4 separate regions of the Mus musculus genome follow, and all the other regions are linked to region 1. The links are chromatin contacts, called in public promoter capture Hi-C maps. All regions are on one chromosome and are shown on one strand. Each heading gives the region's core, a stretch centred on a gene start, on an enhancer-like site or on the middle of the called end of the contact. The rest is flanking DNA. Distances are from core to core; before and after follow the strand shown.

Region 1 (3,063 bases), core at 311-2,810:
CCGCGAGGCGGAAGGGCGGGAAGCGGGAGCAGAGGCCCGGACGCAGACGACAGTCTAAAGCTCCAGGACCGCCAAAAATCAAACCGCAGATGAGACCCGGACCCACAGGCTGCAGGGAGGGGTGGCACAGGGGACTACGCAGACTACTTGGTGGGGGTGGGGGACTCCCGGGAATCCACAGCCACGTTTCCAATTGTGGCGAAATCTGCTCAGTGAATTTGCGATGTCCGGTGCCCACTGACCCCTCCCCCTATCCTCGAACTCTAGGCTCTCTCCCCTAGGTTGCAGCCCAGCCTCGTGACCACCCCCCTCCAAAAAAAAAAAAATCAAACAAACACTCTCGGAGAGCGATTCACTTTCCGAAACTGCCATTGTCCAGTGGCCCTAGAGCGCTCACCCGCCCTGGAGAACCTTCCCCTGCGACCACCCCCGCAACGGGGCTCTATAGGCTTCTCGCGGCCAAACCCAGCCGCTTGGAATTCAGACTGGGGAGGGAGCAGAGTAGAGGAGGCTTGAGCTCGGACGGCAGGGAGCGAGGTTGGACACCACACCTTTACCTAGTTCCTCTGCAACCGATTTTCTCTCTGGAAAATCAAGTCTGGGAACTCGGGGATGCTACAAGGTCTCTTGGCCCGAGGGCAGTGGGATTCCATTTAGGGGCCTGGGTAAGGTGTCCAGAATTTTTGCCTGTTCTCCGAGCCTGCTAGGATGGTTCTGCTTGGCCCGGGTGCTCCAAAAGCAGAGGACCGGGTTTTATCAGCAGCTTTCCGCTGAACCTCTGGGCTCTGGGGTAAAAAGGGTCGAGTTCTAAAGGGGAGATCTGGGACCTGGTGGCTGAATGGGACCTAGATACTGTAGTGATCTGAAGCTGCCCTGGAAGATGAGCCCAGCAGACCTATGGAGGTTGCAATTGAGTTGGGGGTGGGGTAGTTGGGAACCCCGAGGGCGGGCGCCGCCCTAGGGGTGAATCTGAGGATGCTGGAGCATCCCCTGTGGTTGACAATTGTGCTAGTACAGGGTTCAAAACCACTTGCTTGGCAGAATTGTTCTTTCTTTAAAATAAAAAAATGGGCCTACTGGCCCTCACAAAGCAGAGTTTACATGTAGAGCAAAAGCGCACAGGGCCGCGACCCCCAGACACAGGTTTGGAAGCGGGTACGACCCTGTGACTCAGGTTCTCCTTCCCCTAGGCGCGCGACTAACGCCGGGCCGGGCGCAGTCTGAATCTTTCCTTCCCTGCCCCCAACCCCCTATAAAAGTCCAAGGCGGCACCGAGGCGGCATTGCTGCTCTCTGGGCCTCTTGCACACCTTCGGCCAGGCCTGGTCCGCCCCGTCTGGCACGCTGGGCAGGCCGCAGAGCTGACACCCTTTCCCTGGTTCTTGGCCCGCAGTGCGGGGCGGTGCGCCGGGGGCGCGACGTGTCTGGGGACATCTTGTGATGTTGGCGAGAACAGGACATGATCTCACATGGCGAGAAGCTCTTTAGTTCCTTAATCATTTCACGGTGCCTTCGGACGCTTTTTTTCCACCTAAAACGTTTAGTTTCAGCTCAGTGATCAGCTACCCCAGCTCGGCGGGGGAGCGGAAGGCTTCAATTATTCCGACTTGTGAGCGGGCCCCAGCACCAAAAAAAAGAAAGAAAGAAAGAAAGAAAGAAAGAAAGAAAGAAAGAAAGAAAGAAAGAAAGAAAGAAAGAGGAAAGGAAGAAAGAAAAAGAGGGAGAAAAGAAAATAAAACAAAGAAAGAAAAAAGAAAAGAAAAAAGAAAGAAAAGGAAAAAAGACACCCCAAAAAAAGTGGAAACTTTTCCTCGCTGTCCATTTCATCAAGTCCTGAAATATCGAAATGGATTTAGAGAAAAATTACCCGACTCCTCGGACCATCAGGACAGGTAGGAACACCGCGAAACGGGATTCATCCATGCTTACTCTGGGACACTACCCAGTGCTAGTATCCATGCTAATATCCATGCAAGAAGAAAGGTGTGTGTGTTTGTGTGTGTGTGTGTGTGTGTGTGTGTGTGTGTGTGTAGTTTTCTCAGGAAAAGGCCTGTCCTTCTACAGTGCGTTCACATGGTTTTCACTAGTCCGTCAAGGTGTCTTCAAGGAGGCCTGTTTTCTTTGGTTTTGTTTGATTCTGTTTCTGATACTTGTGTTGGTGTTAATCTGGAGATGTTCAAGTTTGGATCTGTGTGCTCACTTGAGGAGATCAATGTGTGCAGGAGTTTGTGTTACCCCAAATAGGTGTTCAGTTTGAGTTTGTACGCCTGTTGGCATCTTTACTAGCTTGTATCTTGCCTTGAGCATATTAGCATGTGTTTATGAGTTAGTGTTTGTGTGCGTTCTTTTTAAGACTCCAAGATGTGTGTTTGTGTAAATTCTGTGTATATAGTTTGATAAGCATCTCACTCACTGGACATCTACTGCTTAAGAGGTCTGGTCATCTCTATATCCCAAGTGATTTTGGAAGTAAGAAAGAGGTGGTTCTCTGACCCCTCCATTTTTGGATGTCAACAGCTGCCCAATGTGTACATACCAATACATACAAAAGTGCTTGTCTCTAGCACTGGTATAGCTCTGGGGCCTACTAGGGGTATAGTATACAACACATGTGCTGCCAGGCCTAAGTCTTATAATATTGAGAGATAGAATCAAAAGTGATGTGAATTCAGGGCAATTAAGCTCTCACTGTGCAGTGTGCACTGTCTCATTAGTGTAGTGTTGCATTTAGCATTTGTGTACAAGGGTCTCCTACAGCAAGCACAACTTTGGTAGGTAAGAACAGTCTGTGGACTACTGATGACATTTTGACAGTGTACACACACACACACACACACACACACACACACACTCCAATCCCTTGCCTTTAGGCTGTCACCTAGATTAGCCTCTGACATTGTGTGTGTATATATGTCACACTGTATGCTCAGGCTTTGTCCTGTGGGTGCTGCTCCAATGAAGGAGAGCACAAGTGGGTGGGTATGTGAGCCTAGCCTGGTCATTCAGCTGGGGTTACTGTATGTACACAGGCCTTCTTGGCACAGTGCCCCTGTGCCTCCCAGAG
Region 2 (3,013 bases), core at 67-2,566, 1.1 Mb before region 1:
AGATCCTTGACCTCCACCCCCACCCCCACCCCCACTCCCATCCCAGGCCCTTTCAACCCTCTGTCCCAAGTGCAGAGAAAGAAAAAAAAAACCTAATCCACGAAAGCAAGGATCCCACCAGGTCCTTAGCCATACAGAAATCAATGCTGACCAGAAAAAAGCCCTCCCAGGGGAACCTGAGCCAGCAGGCCCATCAAGGACATCTGCTTTGTCCTTGTAACCAAAAGACCAGGATCTCTCTCTCTCTCTCTCTCTCTCTCTCTCTCTCTCTCTCTGTGTGTGTGTGTGTGTGTGTGTGTGTGTGTGTGTGTGTGTGTGAAATTGCTCTTAGGTCACACCAAGGCTCTGCTGCTCAGAATCTTCACAGGGTCCAAGTGGTTGCTTTCATTTTGCACATAGAAAAGTCTCTGGTCCGGCTGGAGAGCTGGCTAAGCAGTTAAGAGCACTGACTGCTCTTCCAGAGGTTCGAAGTTCAATTCCCAGCAACCACATGGTGGCTCAAAACCACCTGTAATGAGATCTGACGCCCTCTTCTGGTGTGTCTGAAGTCAGCTACAGTGAACTCACATAAATGAAATGAATAAATCTTGAAAGAAAGAAAGGAAGGAAGAAAGGAAGAAAAGAAGGAAGGGAGAGAGGGAGAGAGAGAGAGGAAAAGAAAAGAAAGAAAAGAAAAGAAAAGAAAAGAAAAGACAAAGCTCTGGTCACAGGTTATCCAGCTTTACAGTTTGCGGTTCATCTTCTCACTGTAAATTCAGCAGCCTCCCTCCCTGTCCCCGTCAGGTTGAGTAGAACAGATTTTGATGGCTACTCTAGAGGGAACCACAGATGTTCAGGGACACTACTCTCTCATCTTTGGATTTGGATTCCCAAAGGCCTAGCTTTGTGGTTCCTCCCAATATCAGATACTCATGTCCACCGAGTGAAAGGCCTGAAGTCAGAACCCCGGAACACACACTTAGACCTAGCCTGTCCACTATGGCCAGTGGCTCTAGCCCCAGATGGGAACCAAGATGAGAAGGTTTGGGTGGTTCTGTGTTCTCCCAGCCCATCCAGTGTCTCCCCGATAGGAAGCGGCGTGGAAAGAACCCAGCAGTGCACCCGGAAGAGACCTGCCATTCGGGGACCGTAGCGTGCCCCAGTGCGGAGGGAGGGCGGCGGTAGCTACCTGCGGTGGTCTGGGGCTCAGGCTCCGAATCGCGCTCAGGCTCAAATTCTAGTATCAGCGTTCTCCGGTCAGTTCAGCAGCCGTGCGGACCCGCCTCGCTCAGCCGCTAGCCAGCCAATGTGGTTCCGTCACCAGCTAAGCTCCGCCTGCTCCCGGCACCGCCCACCACTGAGGGATCTCGGCTCAACACCCTGATTTCCCCTAGCCTAATCTTAGGTCCAGCATCAGGCACCTTCCAGAGGATTCTGATTTGGCTTCTTTGGAGCAGGCATCTCAAGTCTGAGAGCCTAAGGACACTCCTTTGACAATCAAAAGAGGGACCCAGAGAGAGGTGGGGTTTTCCTAGGATCACATGCCCGGCTCTATCCTGGGACCCCTCCTTAAATATCAACCATTGACAGACCTTGTTGATAGAGTGCCGCGGATCAGCATTCCTGAGCCTGTTTTACTAAGACAGTACTGAAAATTCTTGTTCCAAAATCGTGAGCAGATCGGATACATTCCAAACAAAATGGGCTATGTTGTTTATAAAGTCTACATTGACCATTGGTCTCTGCTTTTGAGCTGAGGGTGGACAGTTGGGCCAAGACCCTGGGGTTGGGGTTGTAGGAACTGAAGATTTTTAAAATAACATGCATTTTAAAAAAACAGCCTAAAATGCAGTCAGAAAGACAGTGGAAGTGAGTTACACGGGGATTAGGCTGGCTGCCATATTGTGTGAAGAATCCTGGCGGTGTTAAGTAGCTAGTTACAGATTAGTGGATTTGAAGGACACCACTCTCATAACCAATGGCTTATAGGATTGAATCTGAAATCGCAGGACTTTATTACTGGTCAAAGGAGTGTGATCTTGTCATAGCTCTTATCCTGGGTAGAGATATAACATGCTGTACTGTCTTGGGTGGAGGTGTCATTAATAGATAACTATCTAAACAACCCTCAGCAAGATTATTGCCTCCCTTCAAGCTTTCTGGTAAAAAAAAACAAGACATACCATTCTTCCTTACTTTAAGAGTGAATCCAAATAGACCTGTCCATCACCCAGACAGAAAACATTCCTTAGAAACAGCTACCTGCTCTAGAAAAAGCCCACTCACAAATGGTCAGCACAGTGGCAGTGGTCTCTGACCTCTGTCTGCTCTCACGTGGTCCCTTTGGCTATTGTGCAATCCCCTACTGCTGGGTGATAAATTCTACCTACCCTCCACCTACACTCTGAGCGTCTCTTCTAGACCTTTCCATGGAAGTCACAGAACTAGGGAGTCACTAAGAAAGGCTGGCACAAGATCCAGGTGACTGAAAAATCTGGAGTATTCTCCCTTTAGAACTCAAGGAACAAAATATGTACACCAAGTCTCTGAAAGTCCAGATCAGGCAGGGTCTGTGGAGTGCCAGAGGGCAAAGCCAGACCAGTGTGTGGGAGGTTATGGGGCACCCCAAGAAAAACATCCTGGCAGAGCATAGTAGGAACTGGGCATGTAGCTCGCCCAGTACTTGTGAAGTTTGAATACAATCCCCGGTGAGGAGACAAAACCCAGAAATGCCCCCCCCACTCCCCGCCCAGGGAGCTCCACTCAGTTAGAGCTGAACCCTTAACGATGCAGCAGAGGAGGAGTTTAAGGCGGTAAGTGTTACTATTTGCTCTTTATCTAAGTGAGTGAGACACGCCACACGCACAGGAAAAGGACCAAATATACCCAAGTGTGGATATGGGCTTCTCAAGGAAGAGTCTGGCTTAGTTAGGTGTCTTTACTATGGCTCTAGATAGATGGGTGGATAGATAGATAGATGATAGATAGATAGATAGATAGATAGATAGATAGATAGATAGTGACTCTGGTTTCT
Region 3 (3,207 bases), core at 478-2,977, 1.2 Mb after region 1:
GCAGCAAGTACTCTTAACCTCTGAGACATCCTGCCAATTTTGTTTGGCTTACATTTCAAGCCAGGGGCTGGTGCTGGGGATGAACCCAAGGCCTCGAACAAACTCAGGACAAGTTGTACCAATGAGCTGGTATGCACTTAGTTCAACATTATTTATTTAATGGATGTACATATGTTCCTATATAAACAGGGTTTTATTCTGTAGCCTTGCCTGGCCTGGAACTTTCTAACATAGACCAGGCTGGCTCTGAACTCACAGAGAGTTGCCTGCCTCTGCCTTTTAATGCTAGGTTTAAAGGCATGAGCCATCATGGCCAGCTCAACTTGGTTATTTTAAATCTACTGGTTAACAAGTAAAAATATTTAGTTACTTAATTATTTAATATCTGTGGTGTTGAAGACACTGTGCCAAAAACAGAACAAAACAAAACCCTAACAATTTCAAACTCAAAAAAAACTGATTCTAGGGCTGGAGAGATAGCTCAGAGGTTAAGAGCACTGGCTGCTCTTCCAGAGGTCATGAGTTCAATTCCCAGCAACCACATGGTGGCTCACAACCATCGCAATGATGAAATCTGATGCCCCCTTCTGGTGTGCAGGAGGTACATGCAGATATACAATAAAAAAATAAAACTTTTAAAAAATGATTCTAGATGTAGAGGGATCTGCTCGTGCCAAGGGCCCCTTGCATAACTAGCTGCTCTCGTGTGTGTGTGTGTGTGTGTGTGTGTGTGTGTGTGTGTGTGTGCGCGCGCAGCCTGGAAATTGACTTCTTGTGTCATCTCCATTACTCTCTCTTTGACTCTTTCAGACAGGTTCTCTCACCTAACAGGGAGCTAGACTGGCTGGCCAGTGAGCTGTAGTGATCCACCTGTGTCCCCTCGCCACAGAAGGTTACAGAAGTGTGCTACTGAGCCTGGCTTTGATGTGGGTGTTAGAGATTCAAACTCAGGTCTTTGCAATTTCTAGGCAAGTCCTTTACCGACTGAGCTATCCAGCCCCACCCCTACCTCTGAGACAGAGTTTCACTGCATAGCCTTGGAACTCTCACCTAGTCTCTCTAGCAAGTGACTAACTGCAAAAACAGGCCCAGTTTGCCTGAGTTAGCCTGGGTCAGAGATTCTTTTAATGCAATTAATGTAGTGACAGGGTCTCACAGACAGTGTAGATGAGGTAGGTTGTGAGGAAAGACATTAGCCTCCTCTATCTTCCTATCCCCAATTATAATACTTGTATCAAAAACAATAGTTACACAGGTATTTCTCAACTGGGCATGGTGGTTTTCCATGGCTGTAATTCCAGAACTTGGTGGGTGGAGGAAGGGAGGTCAGGAGTTCAAGTTCATAATGAGTTTGAAGCCAGCCTGGGCTACAGAAAGAAATGCAACTATTTCCACCGGTAGTGGAGCTGTGAATTCTAAAGCTACAATCATTGAGCATAAACCTCCTTCATGGCAATGTGAGCCAGAGAGAAAAGGTGAAATTCCGTGGCTAAGGGCTCCTGTCCTTTCATTCCTGTCTCGTGCCACCTGTGCTCTTCAGAGTCTCCGTGGACTCAGCTGCATGCGGTCTACTCCCTGCTCAAGGGGACTCAGAGACACGGGGATTTCAGAGAGCTGATGATTTCAGAGAGTTCTGGGTGATGCAGGTGCAGGCACAGGGCGGGGTCTTTGTTCTTTTGCTCATCCCTCCTCTCTGCCTTCCTCTCCGGAAACCAGCAACTTTGACACTGTCAGTGTTGGCGATGCTGAGCTGTGGAGGCCAGGTTTAAGGAGACATTCGGGTTGTGGGGGCTGTGACAAGCTGTCAGGCCATAAGTAGGACTGACCCCTGACTCTCACACCAGCAGCAGTCATGAGCAGAGATTACAACTGTACCACTGACGATCAACTCGCATGGGGTAAGCTGGGCGGGGCAGGGACTCCTGGGGGAGGGGTTATGTGGTTCCATGTTCTATCTGATCCCGGCTGGGGAAGGGGCTTGTGGAGGGTAGTAACAGCCCCATCCACTTGCATCCACAGGGATCCCCTCCATAAGCCACGCGTGGGGACTGTGGGCCCTCTTAGGAGTTGTGACGGTGCTGCTTCTCATCTCATTGGCTGCACTCTTGTCCCAGTGGACCCGTGGTCGGAGAAGGAACCAGGAGGGACAGGGACCACTGTGAGTGAAGGATAACTGGGGTGGGTTAACTGAGTACCTCTCTCTTAACTAAAAAAAGTCCCCATTCACTCTCAAACTCTCTGCTGCAGCTCCGGAAGGTCCGCGGAAGAAGTTCCCCTGTATGGCAACCTGCACTATTTACAGACAGGTAGGTGATGCGGTCAGGGAGGATGAGGGCACAAGGGCCGACTCCTAGTACACGGGATGGAGATGGAGATAATGGAGACACCAGGGGCAATCAGGAGCTCATCAGATTGCTGTGCCTTTGTCCCAGGTCGGCTGTCTCAAGAACCAAGGTCAGAAGAGCAGGACCCACCATCCTCTGGAGGCCTTGCCAGGGTGAGTCAGCTGGCCGAAGAAAGGGGGAGGAAAGGAAATGGGGCCCATTCCCGAGGGTGCAGAGACCAACTAACAGCTTCGCATCTCCAGGGGGCGGAGGAGGCCATGTGCTACACTAGCCTGCAGCTGCGACCAGCTCAAGGTCGGATCCCCAGCTCTGGAAACCCCATCAAGTACTGTGAGGTGGTGCTGGACTCTGAGCCAAAGCCCCAGGCCCCAGGCCCTGAGCCGGAACTTTATGCCTCCGTGTGTGCCCAGACCCGCAGAGGCCGGGCTTCCTTCCCAGATCAAGCCTATGCCAACAGCCAGCCTGCACCCAGCTGAGGAGGACCTGGAACTGTGGGCACCCATGGCTCAGCTACTGGGTCAGGGACTCCTGCTGTCCTGGCTAGGGCATGTTTGGTTTCTAACCACCTCCAGGGCATTGAGACTTTGCTGAGTGGCAGGAGCATCCTAAGTTGCATGACAGCGTCCATACATCTCAGAGTCGGAAGCCTCCTGGTTTCCTGAGGAAGGAGTTGCAAAGAGAGATCTCCACACTTACCTTTTCTACGTTCTCCTGTAAGCCCCCAAACTCGTTGCTCACACCTTTCCCTCCATTTAGGGTTTAGCCAGGTTCCCCCATGTCCTCTCTAAGCTTACGCAGATACCTCATTGTCTCCTCAGACACAGGAAGTGGGCAGGGAGAAGTGGGTAGAAGCCAGAGAGGA
Region 4 (3,267 bases), core at 309-2,808, 1.1 Mb before region 1:
CATAGGTGTGTTGTGGTAGATATTTAATCTCAAATCGGGGTTTCTATCCCACCTTAGGTCATTCGGTTTCCAGATAAAAGACATGCAACTTTTATATTTTAATAAACCTTAGTCAGCACTAGAGCTGGGTAGATATCTACCCACCATGTTATTATGTCTACTTCCGTATCAATAACCCCGAGTTATAACTTGCTATGTTCATCTGAGCTGCTCTTAACTCCAATTGCCCAGCCTCATGGCCATGTTTTCATGACTCACTTGCCTACCACATGCCATCTCTCTTTTCTGCACCTTCTCCCCTCTCCTCCTTGTGGTTTCTCCTCAGACCCCAAGCCTGGGGAAACCAATCACTCACTGCCCATCTTTCTTCTGCCCAGTTATAGACAATAGGCATCTTTATTCGCCAATCAGGGATAACTTGGTGGGTAAGGTTACATAGCATCACTTGTATACATGCAACCAGGCCCTGGGGTGTGTGTGTGTAGTAGTAGTAGTATTTAGCATTACAATACATAGCAAAAGACCAAACCTCAATATGGGTGTCCTGAGATTTGTGCTCTGGGACCCTGTCCCAACATTCTTAGTAGCCAAAGGTCAGAACACAAGTGGTTAATTTCCATTTGTGTATCTAAATAATATGCAGAGTGTAACAATCAAGACTGGTCCACACAAAGTCCAAAATACATCACTGTATCTAGCCACCTCAAGGCCCTGTCAACTATAAGATGCATGGATTTATGCAGCATTAAGAAATATCCATGAGGCGCTGGAGTCTTGGTGCAGTGCTTAAGAGCACCGGATTCCTCTTCCAGGGGACCTGGGTTCAATTCTTAGCACCCATAAAGCAGTTCACAAGGGAATCTGACACCTTCTTACCAGTGCACTTAAATTAAATGAAAAAAAATTTTGAAAGAGAGAAAGAAAGACCCGTGAGAGCACATAGCCTTTTCACCTGTGCACCCATTGCTTGAAAGAGAGTCGGGTTCCAGAGATGATAAAAGGTGGGAAACTGGAAATTCTGTAAGTAGAAAAGACCAAGTGCAAAATCATACGTGCACTCGGGCAGTGGATGTTTTATATGAGGGGACTGGGCTATGTGCTCACACATGCTTGTACAGGCAGAGAAGATGCCTGAAAACACACCCAAGAACCCAATAGCCAGAGCAGCCACTGGAAATGGGACTGGGGAACTGAGTATTCGATCTGGGAAAGAAATCCATCTATCCATTTATAAAATCTGGCATCTTAAACTAGAGATTCCCTTTCCTAAACAAAACAAGAAAGAGAGCAAAGTAAAATAAGGCGTCCTGGTGGGAAGACTGAGAGTCATTACATTTTAAGGCCGAGACAAGTTGCCGTTTGGACCACGCTGAGTCTCCCCCAGCGCTCAATCGGAGGTGGCAGAGCTGTTCTGGAGACTTCTCTGCAGTTCAGTGAGCCAGTAGGGCCGCGCAGCGCTGGTCCCGGGCCGAGGGGCGCCCCGCGGTGCGGGCCGGGCCAATCAGCGGGCGCGGGGCGGGCGCGGTGGCTTTGCACGCACCGAGCGCTAAGAGGAGCAGAGGCGCTGCTGCCGTCCGTCTGGGAGCCGGCCATGCCGCGTCTGCCGCTGCTGCTCCTGCTCCTGCCATCACTGGCCCGGGGTCTCGGGCTCCGCGACGCGGGTAGACGACACCCCGAGTGCAGCCCGTGCCAGCAGGATCGCTGCCCTGCGCCCTCGCCTTGCCCAGCGCCCTGGATCTCCGCGCGCGACGAGTGCGGCTGCTGCGCGCGCTGCCTGGGCGCCGAGGGCGCGAGTTGCGGGGGACCCGTGGGCTCACGCTGTGGCCCTGGCCTGGTGTGTGCGAGTCGCGCCTCGGGGACGGCGCCCGAGGGCACCGGGCTTTGCGTGTGCGCGCAACGCGGCGCCGTCTGCGGCTCTGACGGCCGCTCCTACTCCAGCATCTGCGCGCTACGTCTGCGCGCCCGACATGCACCCCGCGCGCACCATGGCCACCTGCACAAGGCTCGCGATGGGCCCTGCGAGTTCGGTGAGTGGGGTTTGACCTAGAAAGACCCAGGCAAATGGGAAGAGCGGGACCCCAATGCTCTTGGGTGTGGGACAGAGAATTTCATTGTACAAAAGTGGACAACACAGCCTGGGCCTCAGTTTCCCCTTCAGGAGCAGTGTTTCGCGTCTTTCTACAGCCTGCTTGCTACCTTACCCACTGCGTGCAGACTTCAGCCCTAGAACAAACAGGAATGTGAATGCTTAAGAACCTGTTATTATAGTTACTTGAAAATGGGTCCAGGTGGATAGGTTGAATGGAGGAAGGAAGGTGAGGATTCCCAGAGTGCAGGGGTCCCACACAGGATTCAAGAAGCACCAAGACAGAGCATCAGAATCCTGGCTATCCAGTGAGTCTCAGACCAAGGGCTTCGAGGAGCTTCCAGCCACAAAGGGCAAGACCTTTGGAAACGTGAGCTCTGAAAAGATTGTGGGACCAGAGATGCTGATCCAGTCTAAAGGGCACGTAATCTGAAGGGTCCTGCTTTAAGGAAATCAATAGAAAACTACCAACTGCTAGGGATGTCAAAGGTTAACTGGTTTTTAACACCACATTGTAAGTGCCCCTAGTGCCCTAACTGATCACTGTCCTGTGTCAAAAAAGAAAGAAAGAAAGAAAGAAAGAAAGAAAGAAAGAAAGAAAGAAAGAAAGAAAGAAAGAAAGAAAGAAAGAAAACCCAAAACAGCAGTGTCTATGGATGTCCAGAGAAGCTAGCCTACTTTGCCTGTGTGTGGGGTTTGACTTGGTCAGGAGCTCTGAGAGAACAGTGTTTGTTTCATCTGGATAGGGTAGTGGGGAACTCGGCGTGGTAAGTGTTCCATGTTTCGGGCTTCTGGAGATTTCTGGCCTGAGCTGGGAGAGGATGTCTAAGCCAGATGCCCAAGGTAACACTTCAAGAAAGATACCTGGGGGCTCCTCTTCCAGCTTGCCTCCTCTCCCTCCAAACATCTCATGGACGCGTGCTCACGTCCAGGATTCTGGTGGACCGCTGGCCATGGGGCAGGAAGTCTACTAGACACAGTGAGGGGCTGAAGCAGGCTGGGTGACACGGAAAAGTCACTATGGCTCTTTCCCAGTCCAGGCTCCAGTGGGGGACAGTGCTGGCTGGGGGTACTACTGGGTAGCTCCTGGCTTCTCCAGTGACACTGAGCCAGGTCTATTTCCCTGCCCAGCCACAGCAGCTCCAGGGGAGCCACTGTGGTGCCCACTCTGCTTGGAATGC

The links. Promoter capture Hi-C pulls out the DNA fragments that hold promoters and counts their contacts.
Region 2: a contact with region 1 is called in a promoter capture Hi-C map of pre-B cells, with 3 times the contacts expected there. The contact joins the promoter of Aldh1b1 here to the promoter of Pax5 in region 1. A contact is called at or near these places in 6 of 39 promoter capture datasets (the C10 cell line, embryonic stem cells, hematopoietic stem and progenitor cells and 3 more) and 2 of 115 datasets of contacts at active chromatin or transcription factors (embryonic stem cells and large pre-B cells).
Region 3: a promoter capture Hi-C map of pre-B cells shows a contact between it and region 1, with 2.9 times the contacts expected there. The contact joins the promoter of Sit1 here to the promoter of Pax5 in region 1. A contact is called at or near these places in 1 of 39 promoter capture datasets (pre-B cells) and 1 of 484 Hi-C or Micro-C datasets (embryonic stem cells).
Region 4: a promoter capture Hi-C map of hematopoietic stem and progenitor cells shows a contact between it and region 1, with 6 times the contacts expected there. The contact joins the promoter of Igfbpl1 here to the promoter of Pax5 in region 1. A contact is called at or near these places in 4 of 39 promoter capture datasets (the 3T3-L1 cell line, hematopoietic stem and progenitor cells, hippocampal neurons and 1 more).

What each region holds. Positions count from the first base shown.
Region 1 is chr4:44,709,191-44,712,253 of GRCm38.p6, reverse strand. It overlaps Pax5 (paired box 5), which reads left to right and starts at 1,560. Exons shown (of 10, transcript NM_008782.3): 1 at 1,560-1,891. The coding sequence starts at 1,846. RefSeq lists a promoter at 1-1,328.
Region 2 is chr4:45,797,325-45,800,337 of GRCm38.p6, reverse strand. It overlaps Aldh1b1 (aldehyde dehydrogenase 1 family, member B1), which reads right to left and starts at 1,316. Exons shown (of 2, transcript NM_028270.4): 1 at 1,169-1,316.
Region 3 is chr4:43,482,229-43,485,435 of GRCm38.p6, reverse strand. Sit1 (suppression inducing transmembrane adaptor 1) reads left to right here and starts at 1,727. Exons shown (of 5, transcript NM_019436.3): 1 at 1,727-1,898; 2 at 2,020-2,158; 3 at 2,248-2,306; 4 at 2,433-2,497; 5 at 2,588-3,207. The coding sequence starts at 1,853. The coding sequence ends at 2,821.
Region 4 is chr4:45,825,118-45,828,384 of GRCm38.p6, reverse strand. Igfbpl1 (insulin-like growth factor binding protein-like 1) reads left to right here and starts at 1,558. Exons shown (of 5, transcript NM_018741.2): 1 at 1,558-2,027. The coding sequence starts at 1,592. It also overlaps a transcript of Stra6l not described here.